3 separate regions of the Mus musculus genome follow, and regions 1 and 2 are each linked to region 3. The links are chromatin contacts, called in public HiChIP or PLAC-seq maps. All regions are on one chromosome and are shown on one strand. The core of a region is the stretch at or near the end of the contact, and the rest is flanking DNA. Distances in the headings are between cores, read along the strand shown.

Region 1 (2,700 bases), core at 105-2,604, 370 kb after region 3:
AGCATGGAGGCTCCTAACTGCCTGTAATTCTATGCCCAGGGTATCTGATGCTTTCTTTAGACCTCCATGGGCACCAGGTGTGCATGTGGTGCACATACGTGTGTGTGTGTGTGTGTGTGTTTGTATGTATAGTGAAACACCCATACACACATTTAAATAAATAAAAATTCTAAAGTTATTAGTTTAAATTCCTACCTATGGGTTTCCTATTGCAGGGCACCTGGTAGGAACTCCTGCAGTGCTTCTGGAAGCCACCACTCTGGAAGCCACTCCATGGGGATGTCCCCTTGCCTGTTCACACCTTACACATGGTGGGGCGAGGGGAGGCAGTGAGCAGGGGCAGGTTAGGCAGAAAGCAAGGACCCCTGTCATGTTTTCTCCGCACCTCAAACCAGAGCCTTTCATCTGGGTCTGAAATGTGCAACAGAGGCCTGTGCTAAGACCCTTCCCAACTGCCAAACAAATGGACAGGGAGCTCTGTGTACAAAGAGCCAAGAGGTGCAAGAAAGAGCTCAAATAAAGGAACATCCAAGGAATACTCCCAAGACGAAGCCATTAGACACTAAGTCAGTGTCACAAGCTCAGACCTACCAAAAGGCAACAATGTCACACCCTTGACAACACTAAGACAGAACCCTGACTGTTAAAGAAACAAGGAAGGCAGTTACTGTACACTAGGGGCGAGCTTTAGGAAATATGCCCCAGAAGACAGAAAAGGGCATAAAAAGGACGAAACATGTTAGCAAATAAAACTGAGAGGTGGGGGATAAAGAGCTGGGAAGACAGATGAGATAACCATCAAGTAAAAGAAAGAGGACTTTTCTCTGATGTGGTAAACACTGAGTCTTCCTGTAGGAACAACCAAAATGTAAGCATTAGGTATCCGTCGTGGACAGTGTTTATCATCTGCAGAGATTGCGCCTGCGGTTCCTAACATTCAGAATACAGATACAATTCTGCAAGCATTAGGACAGCAGCAAGGGAGGAAACTCCCCAATAAAGGAAGGACACGATCTATCACACAGCATCCAGGAAATACCAGCAAACAATGGGGTAAAGAGATGTGGGGACAAATGACTGTGATCTGGGGGGACTCAGAATCTAGCCACTCGAAGCCTGCATCTGCACTAACCACAGTACCAGCCACTAGGGAGACTGAAGTGAGGTGACAGCTTGAGCCCAGGAGCTGGAGCCACATGGGTGACATAGGAAGGACCTCTATCCAAAACAAAGAAACCATCCTTGAGGGGCTATGGTGTACTCACAAAGAAAGAGACCGCAGGCAACTGCACACGGAGTCAGAGACTACTCGCCCATCTCTGGAATGCAGGGAATGAGGTCATAGAAAAGGCATGAAGCGGGATCAAACTACACAGGTTTGCTAAAGTGCTTAGTGCCTCACAGGATGCAATCACTCACATCTTCTGGCTGTGGCAGGCAGCCTTTGGCCATCGTGCCTCTTAGCCGCCATTCCGTCCCTCCTGGATTTTTATTCTTCCCAGGCTGCACTTGCAGTGAAGTTTGTGGGGTCTGTGGCAGCATCAAAAAAATTGTCTGAGTCGCTAGCTGACTACCCATCTTTAATTTCCATATATTTAAAACCACCAAGAGCTGCCACATTTTCAAACTCCAGCAAGATCACCTGACTACTTTTTTTCCATGGCAGATGCTTTTGTTAGTAACTAGAGCATCGTGTCAGAACACAAAGTGAGTGTCGGCAAGACCAAACAGTAAATACCACATGCTAAACTCATTCCGATTAGCAGAACTATGTGGCGGAGAGACTTTGCCTCACGCTGCACTAATGCTCCCCGTGTGTGGATGGGATCTGTTGGGCCAGCTTCCATTTGCAGATTCCATTTGCGGATTCCATTTGCAGAGAGAGTGACAGAAAACATGATAAACGAACAGTATGTCATAACAAAGAATTACACGGGTGTATGTGTATATACAAATATTTCTGTTTCTATGTCTGTATATGCATGCATAGATTTATATGTTAGAAAGCATATTCTAAATTTTTTGCAAACATACAACATTTATGTCTGAACAACATGTCAGAGACAATATTGTAATATCACTTACAAAGGACATTTATGTACCACACACATACCATTTCCCCACCAAAATATTTTTCAATATTTTCAGTCAGGGGTTGTGGCTCATGCTGATAATCCAAGAACTTAAGGGCAGGATTGCCACCAGTTTGAGGCCGGCCTGGGTTATACAATGAACACCCTGTCCTTCATATTGTTTTCAGATAATGAAGAAATGAATGGGGAGGAGGGGACTCAAGTTGGTTGAGTCATTATATAATAACAGAAGCTATAAATCACAGTAGTCAGTGATACCACAGAGCTTGAATCCAGGGACAGCACAGCCATGAAACTAGGAGCTAATTAACATTTCCATATTGGTTGTGAAATACAAGTAACTCCAATCCACAGTTGAGTCAATTATCACAAAGTGTGTATTTTTTAGTGTCTGTGTAGTACTGAGGACTGCACCCCAGGACCTAGAGCACACAGGACAAGCGTTCTGCCACTCAGCTCCAGGCCCAACCCTAATAATCAGGATGCGGCTATCCCAGTCACATTTTACCTAGGCCAAGAAAGGAGGCTGGAGAAACCCTAATATCATCCTCTCCATCCCACTCCCCCTAATTACTACTTCCTTATCTCTCTCTGAAAAGTAACTCCT
Region 2 (2,700 bases), core at 48-2,547, 410 kb before region 3:
TATGGTCTCCCAGCAAACCACAACTAGATAAAACCATTAAAGTCAAATATGGGGCTTTGAACAACCAGACCCTGGCCCCAGGAATACACCCGACTCTTTGATATTTTGTTATGAGATACCAGGTATGTTCCAGCCAGGATGAAGTCACTTTTGTCCCAGCCCACAAGTATACTCCTCTTTCTGACCCAGATTGCCAGCTATAGTTTTTACTGTCACTCAAGACTATACTTCCTTAGTAAGTTCTATAGTAAACCCCTCTCTCTGTAACCTTACATGTCTGCCTATCTGTCTGAGGTATCCTGTCCCCTTGAGGTCAGTTCACAGTTTAGGACTGGGTTTAAATAGGGCCATGTTTCCATCAGATCACTGAGAGCCACAAATATTTATAGACTAACTTCCAGTACTTGCTGGCCCCTCCTAGGCACCTATTAGAGACAAGTATGTACAAAACCTGCCTTCTCTGAGAATAAAGACACCCCTATGGGAAATGACTTCCCAGGGAAGCTTCTTGTTTTGTGTTGTTAACAACAGATAAGGCATTGTTATTTTGTTTTCCATAAGACGGACATTTGTAGACTAGACAGGAGCAGGCAATAACTTTAACGTGTTATCCGTGCCCACTTTTACTAATGGCTCCTGTTCTATTTGGTAAGACTAATGGGCACAGGAGAACGGCAGTCACTGTGGAGGCAAGAGACGTGGATGGCTTACGTGATCTGATAAAGACTTAGGGAATGGACCAGCCTTGGAAAGGCAGGAAGGGGACAATGCTGACAGCTCAAGGGACTCACTGGATCTTGGGATTTATATGGAGGTAGTTATACACATTATCCCATCTGAGCGGCAAACAGTGGCAGGAGTCAGCACTGGTGTTAGCTCCAATTCCTAAGAGGGAAAACGAGGTTCAAGGATGAAAAGTCTAAGCTCTCTGCCTTTAAGATTGTGTTCTCTTCTCTCTCTCTCTCTCTCTCTGGTTTGTTTTGGTTTTGAGCACTGGCCACAGAGCCCAGGGCCTTACCCAGGCTGGGCAAGTAGAGTACCACTGAGCCACACCCACGAACCCCTAATTTGAGCTCTTACTTGCTGTGTTATTGCACCGGCGTAGACATAAAAACATTGGCACCTGTTTGTCTCCTCCACTAAATTAGTTAGCCAGCGTTCATTCGTCCTTAGGGACAGAGGGGAGAAGTGGGTGAGAGGACCAGAAGCAGCCGTTCACACGCAGACAGCAGAGGTGGAGAGCCTTGAAGCTATGACTGGCATTTCTTACTCCCTTGCCCAAGCTCCCAGGTCTTGCTCAACTCCAGCTGAGTAACAAGGCTGGCAGGGTTGCCTCACTACTTGACAGCAGGCCCCAGCCTTCCTGGCTCAAACTCACTTCCTGTCCCAGAGTCTCTTTTGTCAGACATGATTGAGTCTCCTTCTTCCTGTTGACCTCTGCTTTTTCCCAGCTGGCCCCGGGTGGTCCCCACGTGCTGCTGTGAACCAGATCAGCTGAGGAGCCAGGACCAGGTGCCTTGCAACTTTGGGGGATTGGAGTGAGGGAGGGGAAGGAATGGGTGGGGGGCTTGGGCGTGGCCTGAGAGACACCAGAGTGGAGGCTTCTGGTGTCTGAGAACCCTTTCTGCCCATATGGTGGCCAGTTAGGATGAATGCCATTATGTCCCTGTGATAGGTGACACTAGGCATTTGCTATGGTGCCTTTTTTCTGAAAACACAGTTATCTTCCCTCATCTGGATCCTGATCACCTTGATTTGGTTTTTATTTCCTGGCCGCCTGCTAGTATTTCTTGGAGGGGCGGGGAGCTTTTTGGGTTCAGACAAGTTTATCTGGGCTGATGGAGAGACAATCAGGGTGAGGCAATGATGTCATGCCGGACTGAACAAGTGAGGGGCTTGTTTTGAAGTCTTGGCTGCTTCTAAATCGCTCAACTCCTGACGGGCCAGCGGCTTCTTTCGTTCTGTCTTCTTGCCTATGGATGGCGAAGTATTTTTATTTTATTTGAACTCGTCCAGAGCTTGTAGGACAATGGTTATGAAAGTGTTTCCTACACTGTAAGGAGGTTGTGTTTCTCAAGGCTTGGGGCTCTCTTTATTTCGTTTTCTAAATGGAACTAGACATACTTTTTCCATGATACTATCTTATTTGATAAAATACAAGCTATCCATGCAGAGACACTGACAATCTTTGTATAAGTATATCCTCAAATATGAGCACTTTGACCTACAAACATAGACATTTTATCTATTTTTATGTGTATGTCTGTGGGTGTGTATGTGCACACATCCATGGGTTCCCTTAGAGACTAGACACTTGAATCCCCTAGAACTGGAGTTAAAGACACTTGTGAGCCTCCATGTGGGTGCTGGGAAGCAAACCCAGCCCTCTGCAAGAACAGAAGTTCTCGTAACCATTGAGCCATCTCTCCAGCCCCCCCCCCCCCCCCAGTCAGTCCCCTTTGAGCCAGGGGCTCACATCTATTAGTCTTGGCTGGTATAGAATTTGCTATGCAGATCAGGTTGGCCTTGGGTCTGTCTTGATTTTCCTGCCTCTGCCTTCTGGGTGCTAGAATCACTGGTGTGTGCAGCCTCACCCGCTCCCAACAACCTCACCTGGCCTCAAAATACACATGCTTTTGAGACAGGCTATGATGTTGACCTTGAACCCTGACTCCTCCTGTGCACACCCATCCAGTGTGA
Region 3 (2,700 bases), core at 67-2,566:
CGCCTAGCCTTTGACCTAATTAGTGTGTTCCTCCCCACAAAAGAAGTGAAACCTTATGTTGACAAGAGACTTGTGCAATACTTGTTCATAGAAAGTTTGATTCAAAATTATCTCCCACCCGCACCACCCTGATCTATCAACAGAAGGATGATTGCTGGTACATAATGTATTATTATGATACAATGTATCATTACTGAGCCTACAGAGAAGAGGGGGTTATGAATACATGTAATGACATGGATGCAACCCCAAAACATGGTGTGTGAAGAAATAAAATAACGGCAGGTGCTTTTTTGACTCCACTTGCAAGAAGTTTTAAAACAGACGAAATGAATGAGTGGAGAAATAAATCAAGAGGGCGGTCACCTGCAAGCTAACAGAGAATGTGTTCTAGGAATGGGCATAAGGGAATGTTTACAGGCTGACGCTTCAAACCCCAGGGAATCCCCAAACCAGCAGAACTGTATAGGAATCAAGGGATTGCTCCCTGCCCCCTTACATTTTTTCTTGTGCTTTTTACTCCCCTGGGACACAGTTCAATCTCTGACACAGTTCACGAGACCCCAGGAGATCCAGCCCCTTCCCTCCAGGCTGGTACCAAACTCCTGACATCACCATGCAATTTGCACTCTTCTGTCTTGAACTCTTCTCGTTAATACCCTCATTTAGTTGTCATGTTTATTTTTGTATCTGGGTGTTTTGTCTGCATATGTGTCTCTGGACCACTTGTGCCTGGTGCCAGAGGAGGCCAGAAGAGGGCATCACATCTCTCGGAGATGGAGTTACAGATGGTTGTGAGCTGTCATGTGGGTCCTTAGAACTGAACCAAAGTCCTCCAAAAGGGTGGCCAGAGCTCCCAGCTGCTGAATCATCTCTCAGCCATATCTTTTTTAAAAATACATTTGTGTGTGTGTGTGTGTGTGCATCTACCACCGTGCATGTGAGATCAGAGGACAACTAACAACAGTCACTTCTCTCCCTGCACCATGTGAGTTCCCGGGTTGAACTTGGGGTCTCAGGTTTGGTGACAAGTGTCACTTCCCACTCAGCTACCCTACTGACTCTTTCAGCTTATTGTTTTAAGGTAGGTCTTTTGACCCCCCGGCTGGTTACAAGGCCATTATCCACATTATCCACAGCCTCTCTGCTTCCCCAGCGACTACATTACAATTGTCTGGTTCCATTTCTGGCCACGGGAGCCTGTCGACCGTGTTAATGGTTCTGATTCCATGACTGGGCATGGGGCCTGGACTGAGTCTCCTTGAACAATAAGCATACAAACCAAAGCTCCACCCCAATATGTCCCCGAGAGTATATGAGCAATAGGGGATATTCCTCAGGCCTGAGGGGAAATCACATCGACTACAACACCCCGGTGACTCAGTCTGCAGAGATGTTGATTAAGTCAATTCTGGACACCCACAGTGAGGGCACGATGCCTGGAAGACCAGCTTCCTCCTTTTTTTCCCTCAGCTAAAGGCCAAAGAAAAAGGTTCAGGTCAGAACCCAAACTTCCTAAGAGCCACCCTAAAGACCAGAACATGAAAACAGAACCTATTCTTGGCTCTCTCCCTTTGCCTCCTCCCCACACTAAGAGAGCAACCACCATGTTGAGAATTAGTGGACAACGCTAAACTTCCCGATGCCCCTGCCAGGATGGGTTCCCGTGGGATTCCAGTTGATATCTTTTTTAATTCTTTATTTTTTCCTTTTGTAAAAAAATAAACAATTCTTTTAAAGATCTCTTTAAAGATTTCGTTTTTATTTGTATGAGTGGTTGCTTGCATTGTATATATGAACACCAACCTCTACTAACCTCAATGGCTTCATTAGGAAGGTGGTATCTTTCTTCAGACAGATTCTGACAGAATCCCAGACCAGACCTGGTGCCACACCGACCCTGGATCCCCTTCCTGCTGGCCACACGGGCCTCTGTGACCTTTTCTGGGAAAACCTGCCATGAGTGCCTTCCTAGCCAAGACCACCTACACCTGGTTTGAGCCAGCTAGTCAGATGGTGAAATGTGACCCTCGCTGTGTTAAACACACAGTCTGTTGCCTGTCATATCATAAGTAGTTTATCCACAAATGTGTCAATGCTGCCATCACCACCACTGAGACCAAGCTCTACCTCTAGTTAATGGATGGGTACCCCACGAGCTGTAAGATTGGTACTACCAGTTTCCCACTGTAGTATTTGATGGAGATCTGGCAAAGTTAGGGCAAGCAGTGGGTAATGAATACCACCACTGCCATCGCTGACAACTGGGTGCCTGGACCACAAGTTTGACCTGACATGAAGTTTGGTAACTGGTATGTGGCTATGATAACTGTCACTAACCAGATTGAATTCTAAGTAGCCACAACCCAGAATCTTCTAAAAGAGAGACTCAACTGAGGGACTGCCTAGATTAGGTTGGCCTCAAGGCATGTCCTTGGGGGTTTTGAGCTAGATAAGACAGGAGAGAACTAGATGAGACCGAGGAGATGGACTGTAATCTGGAATTATGAGCCAGTTCTTCCCTAAGTTTCTTTTGGTCAGTGTATTTTGGCACAGACAGAAACAGAGATGGAGCTAGGACAGCTAGGATAGGAGGAGGAGACTTTTCTGAGTCCATAAAGACTCAGATGCCCTAGAGAAAGATGGAGAGGGTGTTTGTTGGTGGATTCTGTTGAAAGACAGCATTCTTTTCGGCCTGCA

Evidence for each region. HiChIP or PLAC-seq counts read pairs in DNA pulled down with a chosen protein or histone mark.
Region 1: a FOXA1 HiChIP or PLAC-seq map of pancreatic cancer cells shows a contact between it and region 3. The contact joins two enhancer-like sites. A contact is called at or near these places in 2 of 115 datasets of contacts at active chromatin or transcription factors (Th17 cells and pancreatic cancer cells) and 1 of 9 other capture datasets (embryonic stem cells).
Region 2: a FOXA1 HiChIP or PLAC-seq map of pancreatic cancer cells shows a contact between it and region 3. The contact joins two enhancer-like sites. A contact is called at or near these places in 4 of 39 promoter capture datasets (the 3T3-L1 cell line, the C10 cell line, cranial neural crest and 1 more), 1 of 15 datasets of contacts at CTCF or cohesin (the NIH/3T3 cell line) and 3 of 115 datasets of contacts at active chromatin or transcription factors (T-cell acute lymphoblastic leukemia, microglia and pancreatic cancer cells).

What each region holds. Positions count from the first base shown.
Region 1 is chr11:68,088,690-68,091,389 of GRCm38.p6, reverse strand. All of the region lies in intron 6 of Stx8 (syntaxin 8), which reads right to left. Among named protein-coding and RNA genes, the nearest start is that of Stx8, 120 kb to the right of the region's middle. Within about 2 kb of position 1,354, at least 71 of the 459 cell types and tissues checked have an H3K27ac peak or open chromatin away from gene starts, as enhancers often do. A contact at or near this core is called in pancreatic cancer cells, where this site is marked.
Region 2 is chr11:68,870,593-68,873,292 of GRCm38.p6, reverse strand. No RefSeq gene overlaps it. Among named protein-coding and RNA genes, the nearest start is that of Rnf222, 17 kb to the left of the region's middle. Within about 2 kb of position 1,297, at least 138 of the 459 cell types and tissues checked have an H3K27ac peak or open chromatin away from gene starts, as enhancers often do. A contact at or near this core is called in the NIH/3T3 cell line, microglia and pancreatic cancer cells, where this site is marked.
Region 3 is chr11:68,456,942-68,459,641 of GRCm38.p6, reverse strand. The region is part of intron 1 of Pik3r5 (phosphoinositide-3-kinase regulatory subunit 5); the gene reads right to left. Among named protein-coding and RNA genes, the nearest start is that of Pik3r5, 26 kb to the right of the region's middle. Within about 2 kb of position 1,316, at least 70 of the 459 cell types and tissues checked have an H3K27ac peak or open chromatin away from gene starts, as enhancers often do. A contact at or near this core is called in the NIH/3T3 cell line, microglia and pancreatic cancer cells, where this site is marked.